Linked DNA regions of Mus musculus: region 1 is linked to region 2. Evidence: chromatin contacts called from public Hi-C data. All regions are on one chromosome and are shown on one strand. Each heading gives the region's core, a stretch centred on a gene start, on an enhancer-like site or on the middle of the called end of the contact. The rest is flanking DNA. Distances are from core to core; before and after follow the strand shown.

What was found. Hi-C and Micro-C count contacts between places; a contact is called where the count stands out from the background.
Region 1: a Hi-C map of the N1E-115 cell line shows a contact between it and region 2, with 5 times the contacts expected there. The contact joins two enhancer-like sites. A contact is called at or near these places in 2 of 39 promoter capture datasets (frontonasal cranial neural crest and stem cell-derived epiblast-like cells) and 1 of 484 Hi-C or Micro-C datasets (the N1E-115 cell line).

What each region holds. Positions count from the first base shown.
Region 1 is chr3:153,827,179-153,834,003 of GRCm38.p6, reverse strand. It overlaps the pseudogene Gm25757. Among named protein-coding and RNA genes, the nearest start is that of Asb17, 14 kb to the left of the region's middle. Within about 2 kb of position 2,478, at least 34 of the 459 cell types and tissues checked have an H3K27ac peak or open chromatin away from gene starts, as enhancers often do. A contact at or near this core is called in the N1E-115 cell line, where this site is marked.
Region 2 is chr3:153,389,670-153,395,873 of GRCm38.p6, reverse strand. The region is part of intron 3 of St6galnac3 (ST6 (alpha-N-acetyl-neuraminyl-2,3-beta-galactosyl-1,3)-N-acetylgalactosaminide alpha-2,6-sialyltransferase 3); the gene reads left to right. Among named protein-coding and RNA genes, the nearest start is that of 1700012D16Rik, 94 kb to the right of the region's middle. Within about 2 kb of position 3,808, at least 17 of the 459 cell types and tissues checked have an H3K27ac peak or open chromatin away from gene starts, as enhancers often do. A contact at or near this core is called in the N1E-115 cell line, where this site is marked.

The sequences.
Region 1 (6,825 bases), core at 1,229-3,728, 440 kb before region 2:
TCAGTAGTGTAGATGCCAAGGTAGACTTGAAAGGAAACTATATTTGACCAACATTAATCTTTACTCTTTCCCTTGGCTTCTCAGCATAATGATAAAAAAGTGTAAGTTACCAGACAAGAGATTTCTCCAATATATCCTCTTGCAAAGATAATGTTACCTTTGGCACAGATAACGCTTTATTCTTGCTGATGTCGTTAGAAAATGACAAGGTCGGCCGAAATGAGAAATAGACAGGGTCTCTGTCTCTCTAGTTTTTAATAAGCATTGTCAAAAGAAATAATAATCAGATTTGAGCTTGTTTGTCCTTGAAACACCTTTAAAAGTGCTTCCCTGAAAAGCTGAGGGAGACCAGAAGCAGTCAGGAAAGACAGGCAATCTCGGTGCATTTCCTTGTAGGTGATAGGAATAAGATGCTTCTTGGCGACTCAGATGCCTGGATTGTTTTTCTTGGATGTTGGAAAATGGTAGTAAAGCAAGGCCTGGTGCGTTAATGAGCTGTGCGCTCTAATGTGTGCATGAAACACAGCTCTCTAGGCAGGCAGTGTCCTTCCGAGCTTTATCCCAAAGACTCCCCCAGACTCCTCTCTCAGGTAAGACTTGAGACTTTTCATGGAGAACTCTTTATGTATACAGAACCCTGCTCCTGCCATTGGGTTTTGCTGTGGCTTGGATGACTGTCCCAGAATACCCATGTGGTAAAGGCTTGGTCCCCAGCTTTCAGTGACACCAGAGGGCGGTGACCTTTGGGTGACTTTTGGTTCTAGTGAGGATAGTCATTGCGTGAGTGTTCCTTGCTTCCTTCTCTATGCAGCTGCCGTGGAGTGAGCATTTTTTTCTCTCTCTCATGGTGAATCCCGAAGGCAACAGGACCGAGGAACCAGAGGCTGAAACCATGAAGCAAAATAAATCTTTTCACTTTTTTTTTTAAAAAGATTTTTCAAACCTTTTATCGGTTCTTTGTGGACTTCACATCATACTCCCCAACCCCTCTCATCTCCCCTTTTACCTGCCTGTCACCCTTGCAACCTCCCTGCCATAGAGAAAAATAAAATCTTGTGGAAGCTGCGGTGTGCACTCTGTGTCCCACAGTGTTTGCTTGCAAACGCTCACTGCAGTGAGTCACTGGTCTGGATGGAGGCCTCTGGCTTCTGCTACACCATCAGTACTGGATCCTCACTGGGGCTCCTCTCAGACATCCCGCTGTTGCCCTTTGTCATGAAGATCCTGTAGTTTTGGATCTGTAGGACTCCAGCAATGGGGTAGATGTCGGGGTGGGCCAATTCAAAGGCCTGAATCCAGGCCTGAAAGTGTCAGAGATGGTCAGCCCACTGGCTCTCCCGCCCTCGTGCATGCCCTGGGGCCAGCTCACCTGCCTGCCCCAAAGGTGAGTGAGGGGAGGAGGGTGTCTCTCACTGTCTGTGTCACCACTGCCCAGCAGACCACAGGCAGAACCAACTCTCTTGTGCTCACATCCTTGGGGCCTGCTCATCTGCAAGCCCCGTATCAGGCTCAGCTCCACTACTGCCTCCTAGGTGAGATGCAGGGCCTGCTTTCCACATTGCTGCAGCAGTTGGGGGGGGGGGGGCAGGACTGTCCCTGCTACTCTCATGACCCCAGTACCAAGTCTCCCTCCTGCCATTCTAAGTGGCAGGGTTGAGGGTGAGGGACACTTCAGCATATCAGACAAGAGGCAGGTCAGCTCTCCCACGCTCACACCCTCCTGGTTGGCTCACCCATAACCCTCATATCTATGACCAGCTCCATTGTGCTGCCCAGATAAGGTGCAGGGCCTGCTCTTCCAAGTACTGCAGCAGGTAAAGGGAAAGGCCCTTCTCCTGCTCTCATGATTCTGTCAAGGTCAGCTTTCCTGCCTGCCGCAGAAGGGGGTGACCCCCCCCCTCCCCTGCCCCCTCTCTCATCCAAGCCACAGGGAGACTAGTGGTAGGGCCATTTCTCCCAAGCTTGCATCCTCAGGACCAGCTAACCTGCAACTCCCACAATGTGCAGGGCCGACTCTCCAGAGTGCTGTGGCTGGCTATGGGCAGAATCAGCTTTCCCACTCTTGTGCCTCTAAGACCAGCTCCTCTCAATGCCCAGGTGAAGGGTAGGACCAGTTCTGTACAGCCCTTTGGCAGTAACAGACCCCTGCTGCTGAAGGGCCACAGACCCAGATGTGACCACCTGGTGGCAGCACAGGCCACCATGGTCCAAGGTAGCAGCACTGGGTACTCACAGCAGGCTGTTCCTCACTACCTCTCTCTCCACTGTGCCCACTTCCTTCTGCTTCTCCTTCTCTTTCATTTCTCCACGACTCGCTTGCTCCTCTTAGTGGTGCCCGGGTGGCTCAGGGTCTGAGGTCGTCTCAGGAGAGGTCTCAGGAGTGCTATGCCCTGCTTGTGCAATATGGCACAGGGCAGGAGTCATCTTGGGCATGATCTGTCCCCACCCTCTAGGCCTGGAGGGCGACAGATTAGTGTTCATCTCAGGCCAGCTCCTCTACCGGCCCACCTGTGCGGCCATTTGTCTTGGGCTCACTCCTGCCTGGGGCCTGCTGTCCCAGGTTGGCTTCTTCCCGCCTTTGGCTTGCTTCCTGTCCTGGGAGCCTGTCCAGGCCTACCTGGCACTGTCTTGGTAGTCATCTCAACCTAGTTCCCTGTCCAGGCCCTGTGGTGACAGACTGGTGGTGGTCTCAGGCTCACTTTTTTTCAGGAAATGTTAGGCTACTAATCCTTCAGATGTCTGAAGGTCAGAACACTCAGCATAGACATAGCCTCTCTCCCCTCTGCCACCTACTGACATCCATGTGACACAGCAGCCACACCTGCAAGAGCAGGAACAGCTCGGCTTTTTAAGTTGCTCCATCCCAGGCATCTGTCACAGTAACTGTCTCACTTGTCTGATGGGTAGCTGACTGACATTTGTCGTCTCTCGTCCATCCTTCTCTAGGGCTCAAATCTTCTCTTCCCCTCAACTCTACACTGTGTATTCTTTTTTTTTTTTTTTTTTTTAAATTTTATTTATTTTATCATTATATGTAAGTACACTGTAGCTGTCTTCAGACACACCAGAAGAGGGAGTCAGATCTTGTTACGGATGGTTGTGAGCCACCATGTGGTTGCTGGGATTCGAACTCTGGACCTTCGGAAGAGCAGTCGGGTGCTCTTACCCACTGAGCCATCTCACCAGCCCTCTTTTTTTTTTTAAAGATTTATTTATTTATTATATGTAAGTACACTGTAGCTGTCTTCAGACACTCCAGAAGAGGGCGTCAGATCTTGTTACAGATGGTTGTGAGCTACCATGTGGTTGCTGGGATTTGAACTCCAGACCTTCGGAAGAGCAGTCGGGTGCTCTTACCCACTGAGCCATCTCACCAGCCCTACACTGTGTATTCTTAGCAAAGGTGCAATAAACAAGGCCCTTAAGATGTAGTGATGAGCCACAAGTCCCACCATGTGTTTTCTTTGATTGGTGGTTTAGTCCCAAGGAGCTCTGGGAGTACTGGTTAGTTCATATTGGTGTTCCTCCTATGGGGCTTCAAACCCCTTCACCTCCCTGGGTACTTTCTCTAGCTCTTTCATTGGAGACCCTGTGCTCAGTCCAATGGATGACTGTGAGCATCCACTTCTATATTCGCCAGGCACTGGCAGAGGACCTCAGGAGACAGCTCTATCACTCTCCTGTCAGCAGGCTCTTGTTGGCATCTGCCATAATGTCTGGGTTTGGTGGTTGTTTATGGGATGGATCCCCAAGTGGGGCAGTCTCTGGATGGTCGTTCCTTCAGTTTCTGCTCTGAACTTTGTCTCTGTAACTCCTTCCATGGGTATTTAGTTCCCCCTTCTAAGTAGGATTCTGAGCTTCTGGGCTAATATCCACTTATCAGTGAGTGCATATCATGTGTGTTCTTTTGTGATTGTGTTACCTCACTTAGGATGGCTCTAGCTGCATATGTAGCAGAGGATGGCCTAGTTGGTCATCGATGGGACGAGAAGCCCTAGGTCATGTGACGGTTCTATGCCCCAGTACAGGGGAATGCCAGGGCCAGGAATGGGAGTGGGTTGGTTGGGGAGCAGGGAGAAGGGAGAGGGGATAGGAGATTTTTGGAGGGGAAACTAGGAAAGGGGATAACATTTAAAATGTAAATAAAGAAAATACCTAATAAAACAAAAAGATGTAGTGATGAGTCAGTATTACTGTGACCTCTCTACTTTTATAAGACAGTACACAGTTCAGGGCAAAGAGCTTTTCTTTCTGCACCAGTGTGACTCAGGAGGAATTTGCCGCAGTTAGTGAGATGCTCTCTCCTCTCTCCTGACACCCAGGTCAGGATTGCTCATGTCTCATCTCTTCTCACACAGGCTCTCTGTTCCAGCCATGCTGGTGATGACACAAATCAGCCTCCCTTCATGCAGACTGGTGCATCACTGTCCTGTCTCTGTATAAGGTGCCAGGGCTAAGGTCCCTGCTGCAAATGTTTTCTACCATCTTCCTGGGCACCCCACGCCCTTCACTGAGCCTCGCTCATTCAATGGCCTACTTTTCCAGGATGCATAGTTTAGTCTAGCACAGGAGGCATCCTCCAAGAAAACACTTAAGGATCATGTGAGGAAATATTCCGCTAATGGCTCTTGGTGAGAGGACTTGTGGTAGATTCCCTAACATCTGCTAAGTTTATCTTCTTATAAGAAGCACAGGAAATACACAATACAGTGAAGAGAAGCCAATCAAACAATAGAGCTGTGGAGATGTATGGGCATGTTAGATCCATGCTCAGCTTCCTCACCTGAATGGAGTAATGATAGTATTACCTCATAGGGTTTATATGAGTTTCTGGTACCCAGAGGAGACAGGAGACACAGACATGCTCTTGGAACAGATTCTGAAACATGACTGCCGAGTACAGCTGGTAATCTAAAAGCAAACAGTCAACCAACAAACAATGAGGGAGATACATAAGAGGAGCATAAAGCATATTTTTGGGGAACTGCAAATATGATACTCAAATTAAAATATCCAGTGGCTGGGAAAAGAGGAGCTGAGTCTTGGTCAAGAGCTGCGCATTGATCTAAATTAAAACAACACTTATCAAGATCCAAAGTCAACATTGTAAGAAGTGGAAACCATGATGAAATAGAGGCCTGGTGTGGAGGAGACATTTGCAAACTCTAGCCTGGTGGTGTGGTTTGAAAGTGAAGTGTCTCCCACAGCCTCCTGTTTTAACGCCAACCATTGGTGCAGTTCGGGAAAGTCCTGGAACCCTAAAGAGGTAGAACCTGGCCAGAGGAATTAATGCACTGGGTCGGCCCGGCTCCATTCTGTCTCTGCTTCCTGACTACAGATAGAACAAGAGCAGGTGCCCGCCACTCACCCTTCCACGCCCTTCCTGCCATGATGGGCTGTGAAACCTTCCAACTGTGAGCCAAAATAAATCCTCCCCCCCCTCTGCTTTTCCTCAGGTATTTACTCCCAGTGATGAGAAAAGAAATTGATACATACAGGAATAATTGAAATTCTTAGGCACAGGACAAATGGCAAAAAGACAGGCCATACTGTCTTGAAAATGCACGCTGCATTCTAGGACAGACTTGGAGAAAGAGGGAGGGTATCACAGAATCTCATCTTTGCCCAGTATGCAACTCCCAGGATAGAGTGAGAACTTCACCCCTTAGAGCCTCCACCTCACCCTGTGAGCACTGCGTTGCTGATGCCCAGCAAGAGCTGCGTTGTAACGGGAGAGCAATGGTGGCTGGCTGGTTTTAAGTCAACTTTACACAAGCTAGAGACATCAGAGAGGAGGGAGACTATCGGGAAAATGTCTCCATAAGATTGGGCTGTGGGCAAGCCAAAAGAACGTTTTTGTTTTGTTTGTTTTGTTTGTTTTGTTTTGTTTTGTTTTGTTTTGCTTTTTGAGACAGGGTTTCTCTTTGTAGCCTTGGCTGTCCTGGAACTCACTTTATAGACCAGGCTGGCCTCGAACTCAGAAATCTGCCTGCCTCTGCCTCCCTAGTGCTGGGATTAAAGGCGTGCGCCACCATGCCCGGCAGAATTTTTTTTTTGTAATTAGTGATTGATGGGGGAGAACCCAGCCCATTGTGGGTAGTGCCATCCCTGGGCTGATGATCCTGGGCTCTATGAGAAAGCAGGTTGAGCAAGCCACGAGGAGCAAGCCAGTAAACAGCACCCCTCGAAGGCCTCTGCATCAGCTCCTGCCTCCAGGTTCTAGCCCTGCACGAGTTCTTGGACCTTCAGTACTTTTAATAGTGAACTGTTATATGGAATTGTAAGTGAAGTAAGTCCTTTCCTCCCCAAGCTGCTTTTGGTCATGGCATTTCATCACAGCAATGTAACGTTAACTGAGATTGTAGCCAAAAGGGATATCCATATGCCTAAATCCTTGGAGCTAGCAGACAAGAAAATGCCCAACCTTCCCTCGTGAAGGCCAAGACTTCTCTTAAGTCTTGAGGCTGCAAGTGAGTGCAGTTTGCCTAAAGACGTTCTGTTGGGGGTTGGTCTGGTGCTGCTATGTATACAAATGCTAAATTCTAAACACCAAGATCTGGCTACCCTCAGATGAGTGAATTCTCACATACACTAGGCTTTGTTGTATAAACCAAATTTAAGGCTGTTGGTTAAATGAAAGCAGTTACAGCCAATTACTGAGGAGAATAGAAGTAGGTGGGGCTGTAGTTACCAGGCTGGGGGTTACAGGTAGGGACCACAAGAGACAGGCAAGGAAAAAGAAGATGGAAGAACAGGAGGTCTCCATTAGATGGGACATACCAGGAACGTGTGGCTAAGATCCATTAGACGGCGGATCAGGAGCAT
Region 2 (6,204 bases), core at 2,559-5,058:
ATTTGCTAGTTAGCATTTAATTTGTTTTTCTGTTTTCCTAAATCTAAGACAAATACAATTTCCATCAGAAATTCTGGTAACTAGGGAGCCCATATTGAAACAATATAGTTCTGCTCAAAAGCCTGGAAGGCAAATGTTTCAGTCAGGTTCTGTATTGAGGGGGAAAAATTAAACTATCCCTGCTCAACTTTCTGAGATTTCATATATAGCTCAAGAATCTCCACAAACAAGTCTAGTGGGCGAAGAGAAAGGGGGGGAGGAGATGGGGAGCTAAAAATGAGTCCAGCGCATTTATTTTACAGGCAAGAAAAGCTAAGATCAAAACAAATGTAGTGACTCTGCCAGAAGTCCATGCATTTCTGTGGGGCTTTGCTCCAGGAACCTCTGCCAGGCTGGTATACTGCTCGCTGGCTGCTGTGCCTCCCCCACTCTGGACACCCACGGCAGTGTGGTCCACTGCTTCCTTGTGAAGGATCTCCTATGGCCTTTTAGCCCGAAGAGTCTCAAGGACTAGAACCTGGGGCTCTGATTTTGTCCATTCTGTGGCATGCCATATATATATATATATATATATATATATATATATATATATATATATATATATATATACACACACACACACATATCCATTTGAGTATGTTGTTCTGGAAACAGAAAAAAAGAGAGGATTTAAATCATATTATCAAATAATTCTAGACCATACCTTCTGAGCGCTTGGAACAGTGTCTTTCCTCAGGGAAGGACACTGGTCACGTAGATGAGGGTGGGGTTTGGGGGGGGGGCACTTGTTAGATTTTTATCAGCTTGACAGAAGCTGGGTCATCTGGGAAGTGGGAACCTCACATAAGGAATTGCTTCTATCTGATTGGCCTGTGGGGGTGTTTATTTAATAGTTGATAGGGGACCAGCCGGTTCTCAGCAGGTGGTCTTGGATGGTGTAAGCAAGCAGTCTGAGTAGGCTATGGAGAGTAAGCCCTAAGCAGTGTACCACTGTGGCTTCTATCTCTGCTTCTGCTTGAGGTCCTACCTTGGCTTTCCTCAATGACAGTTACGTACGTATGTGTGTGTGTGTGTGTGTGTGTGTGTGTGTGTGTGTGTGTGTGTGTGTGTGTGCTCATGCCAAATGAACACCTTTTTTCCCAAGTTGCTTTTGCTCAAGATAAGAAAGTAAACTAGGGCATAATAGACACAAAGGCACATAAGATAAGCCCCTTTGAAAGCTGGAATTTAAATCTTTGCAGTTTGAAGTTCCCTCCAGAAACCATACCCGCCTGTGGGACTTTCAATGAGAAGAGTCGCCAGAGGCTTCTGTATCTCAGCACTTAAGTCTCCAGTTAGCGACACTGTACAGATGTGACTGGGCCTTCAGAAGGCACAGATGTCCTGAGGACAGACAGGCCTTGAGAGCTTACACCCTCTTCCTACTTCCTGTACTCTGTCTGTTTCCTGTGTGTGTGTATGGAAACGTGGTCACCTTCCTGATTCCGATGCCGCCCGTACTTCCTGCTATTAAGGGACACGATCTGTCTGGAACTGTAAGATAAAATAAACACTTTCATCAGTAACTTGGTTTTAGTCATGATTGTTATCAGGACAACAGGAACTGATATGCAACCCTGTTGCATTTATGGGAGACGCACAGTTTCACAGGGCCACGGTGTACCTTACAACTGAGTAAGGCAGCTGCCAGTTGCCAGCTGCCAGGTGTCATCAGGCTGGACTCCGAACCCCTGATGTGTCTCTCAGAACAAATACAGTCAGATTCTTTTCTCAGAGAACGTGGCGGAGGCATGATACTTCAGAGGGACACTGCTAGTTGTTTTAAAAGACCCACAGAGTGATGACTCCCCTACGTTCCGACTCAGGAGAGGTGACACTCCAAATCACTCACAAGAAACAGTCTTGATGCAAACCGCAAGAGGACTTTTATTCCAGGAGTGCTCTGGGGCCCATAGTTGTACACCATGTGGGGGAGGACTGTGGAGCCCCGAGTAGCTGGGGAAGAGGGTATTTAAAAGAAAAAAAAACACAACTCGAGGGGGTGGGGAGGGTGTTATTGGAAAATACCAAAAATACCAGTTAAGAGTCTCGAGGAAGTGGAAGTAACAAGAATACCTGGTAATTGTGTGGTTATTTCTCAAGACAGTTTCTATGAGCCTCTAACAATAGCAAATTTGCATAGTGGGTTCCATGAACAGTCAGGGTGACTTTTTTTTTTTTTTTTTTGGAACAAACACTCCCTGAACCCAGGAAGTAGGTGAGTGGAGGAATGTCACTATCTGTTTCATGATTAGCATGCCTTGGAGCATTGAGTCACAAAGGTCACATTCTCAAGCCTGGGCCTAACTAAAGGCCTACTCTTTTTGTTTTTATGTTATACTTTTTCAGTTTTCCTTAGGATCCTTACCTCAGTGATGAGATCTGGATCAAGTCTCAGTGGATCAAGTCTGTAGAGTGAGCATCTGCAGTCACAGCTTCCTCTACCTTCTGTCTGCTTACAGTTCCCTCGCTCCTCGCCTCTTCAGAGGCGAATCACTGTCCATCAGCATTTTTCTACTTCACACACAATCCTGAAGTTGAACCATTGAAAAATTTCCCCAGAAATGGCTCTGTGGTTTTTTAAAATTTAATTCTCTGCATGATAAAAACCGTTTAAGACATATTTCAAAGCCCAGGCTATTGAATATTTTATATGGGAAACTGTCTTAGAAGAAGTTGAGGACTTAAGGCCACAAAAGGAAAAAAAATGAGGGAAAATAGCCCAGAAGAAACCATGGAAATCAGAATCTCTCCTAGAGAATGGTCATCTCTTATGTCTTCTACTCCACCTCGCCACCTCCTCAGGTGCACACTGAGCATGGCAGTCATTCTCCTGTTTATTCCATGTCTCTGCAATCTGCCTTGTGACTGTCATATTGATTCCAAACTGTGGTCCTCATCAGTGTAGAAAATGGGGGCATTAATAACCTGGTCTCTGTGGACAGATCATAATAGGAACCCTTATAAGTAACTGCCCACTAATGGGAAAATTGAAAATATGCCCTGAATTATAATGTTCATGGTGTAACCATTAAAATTATAATTATGTCACAATGAAAGAACTCATTTTGTATTAGTTTATCTTTGCATAATGTTAATAGCTAATGAAAGTGTGACAATGACATCTAATTAAGCTTAACAACATCTCTGCACTTCTTTAACGCGGGCTATATTTTGTTTGCAATCATGTGTTGGGGACATTAGTGCGGCAAGGTCTATCTCTAATAGAAAGCTTGCAAGGCAAGACTCAGCCTTGTGAGAAATTGGTCTTGTGATGAATGGAATGACCACTTGGGCTGGACCTGGGAACTCCATACCGAGAGGAGCACTGGAGGAGGCTTTGGTCTCCAGAGCTAGTATGGAGATGTCACCTCCAGCCTTGGCAGTGGAGCTGGAGGTCACAGTATCTACACCAGTTCATATTGTTGTTCCTCCTATAGGGCTGCAGACCCCTTCAGCTCAGAGCCTCTTTTTCTTTCTTTCTTTTTTTTTTTTAAGATTTATTTATTTATTATATGTAAGTACACTGTAGCTGTCTTCAGACGCACCAGAAGAGGGCATCAGATCTCATTACGGATGGTTGTGAGCCACCATGTGGTTGTTGGGATTTGAACTCAGGACCTTCGGAAAAGCAGTCAGTGCTCTTGCCCGCTGAGCCATCTCGCCAGCCCTCAGAGCCTCTTTCTTAAGGGCTATTGTAAAACCACAGAATCAGGTGCTGTCCCCTCTGCCATTAACCCAAAGGCCTCCTCCTGGGGGGATTGCTGTTGCCATAAATCTCTCCAACCCAAATGTCTGGCAATGAAAACACAACTCAGCCTAAGCTGGGCAGATCTACCACTACACCACCATCTTCCACATCTATGAGACCTCTTAGAACTTTCAGCTTTTCCAGGCCATGTGCTTCTGCTCTGCTTTTCTTCTTCCTCCTCCTCCTCTGCATCCTCTCCCTCTTCCATTTTTTTTTCTTCTTCTTCCTCCCCACCTTCCGCTCCACTTTCCCTTTAATCTGCCCAATCTACAGCTCTCCTTTATTTTACAAATTAAGGTGGGGAGCAGGTTTACAGGAAATCACCTGAGTGCTGACTCATTCCTTGTTCAGAGCCACCCACAGGAGAATGGAATTAACATCAAATATAATTAGCCCCAGGGCTATTCACAACAAAGTGCCACTTAAGCAGTGAATTTATGAGAGAGGACAGCCTAGCAGGGATCAGTGACAGACAACCCTGTCTGTTCCTCTCCAGCTGACAACTGCCAGCTCAGACCCCCTAAGGAGGACATTTTCCTTGCCCAGTTCCACAGCTGGTGATGTTTAGTGAACTCCAGAAGTAAAAGCAGGAGCTGTTAGCCTCCCCCTGTCACTAGCTCCAGAAGCCTGGGCAGGTGACTTCCACAGCTCTCTTCTTTCCATTGCAGTATATGTGAAGAGCTGCAGATGCAATGTTTGGTGGTTCTTTAAAAATAAATAAATAAATAAATAAATAAATAAATAAATAAATAATAAAAATTAAAAAAAAGTTACAGGCTATATAGATAATATTACAATGAAAATTATACTTTGGTTAAGAAATAAGTGAAATTTCAGGCAAATTCACCTATTTTTTTAAAGCCCTTAATATAGAGACAGATTTATCACAGGTTCTTCTGCTGCCTGTCTCTTTGGTTTTGGTTTGGTTTGGTTTCTTTCTCACATGCAACACACAGTTTTCTGTTTAGTCGGTGTCTTAGTCAAGGTTTCTATTCCTGCACAAACATCATGACCAAGAAACAAGTTGGGGAAGAAAGGGTTTATTCCGCTTATACTTCCAAATTGCTGTTCATCACCAAAGGAATTCAGGACTGGAACTCAAGCAGGTGAGAGAGCAGGAGCTGAAGCAGAAGCCATGGAGGGATGTTCTTTACTGGCTTGCTTCCCCTGGCTTGCTCAGCCTGCTCTCTTATAGAACCCAAGACTACCAGCCCAGAGATGGTCCCATCCACAAGGGGCCTTTCCCCCTTGATCACTAAATGAGTAAATGCTTTACAGCTGGATCTTGTGGAGGCATTTCCCCAACTGAAGCTCTTTTCTCTGTGATAACTCCAGCTGTGTCAAGTTGACACAAAACTAGCCAGTACAGTCGGGTTTTCCTGGAGACCTATTTCACGCCACATTCTCATCCACACAGAAAGAGTAACAAATGAAACAGGACATTCGGGTAGAATTAGAAGCTGGCTGGCCTTTGGTGTGTTTTGCTTATTAGGGCTCTACTTTTGCAACTTAAAGATTTCAAGATCCACCACAAAATTCAGCATAAGATAGAGAAGAATTCCAGGCATTCCCTGCCTTTGCACATGCTCAGTCCCACCCCACACTCCCAGGGCTGTGCACAACCCCTGCCAGGGTCTTTCATTGATTACAATGACTGAGAATACATTGATACGCCAGGACCTCCCAATCTGCCATTCATGTTGGGTGTATGCTGTAACGTTCATTCTGTAGGTCTGACAAATAATGGCACCACACAGTACTACCAGTATTCGAACGATCCCCCGTGGTCCTACTGTGTGCCTTCTTTCTCCTTCTACCAATAATACCAACCCTTTAGTATCTGTAGCTTTGCCAACTTTTTAGGTGTCAGGGAATTGGAATTGGATAGCATTCAAGATTTTCACTTGTAATGTGGGTTTATGATGCCTGCATGTCTGTTCACTGTCTGGTAGCTTATTTCTGTGTGGTGCTGAGTAACACTCCACTGTTACCACCACTGTGTCTTTCTATTTACCTAATAAAGGGCACCTTGGCTGCTTTCAGGTTCTCTCAGTTGAGAAAGAACATTCAATATTCCTTTATCATTTCTGACATCTAAATGCCTACCAGGAAGCCCTTGAGATGAAAGATTTATTTTGCTCCTGGTTTCAGAGGGCTCAGCCCATCATGGCAGGGAAGGGGAGACAAAGGGAGCCTTTTGCAGCATGGCAGCCAAGAATATGACAAAGGAGATCGCTGGTGCTTTGCTGAGCCACCTCTCTAGTCCCACATTGCTGCTCCTTTTTCAAGGAGACCTTGAACTGTGTCCCCTTCCTTGCTGACACCCCTCTCTTCCCTCTGGGTGTCTTTGTTCTCCCCAAGAACACTTATGCTCCCCCACCCCTGCCACTCAAGCATTCCCTTGCTATCAAGGG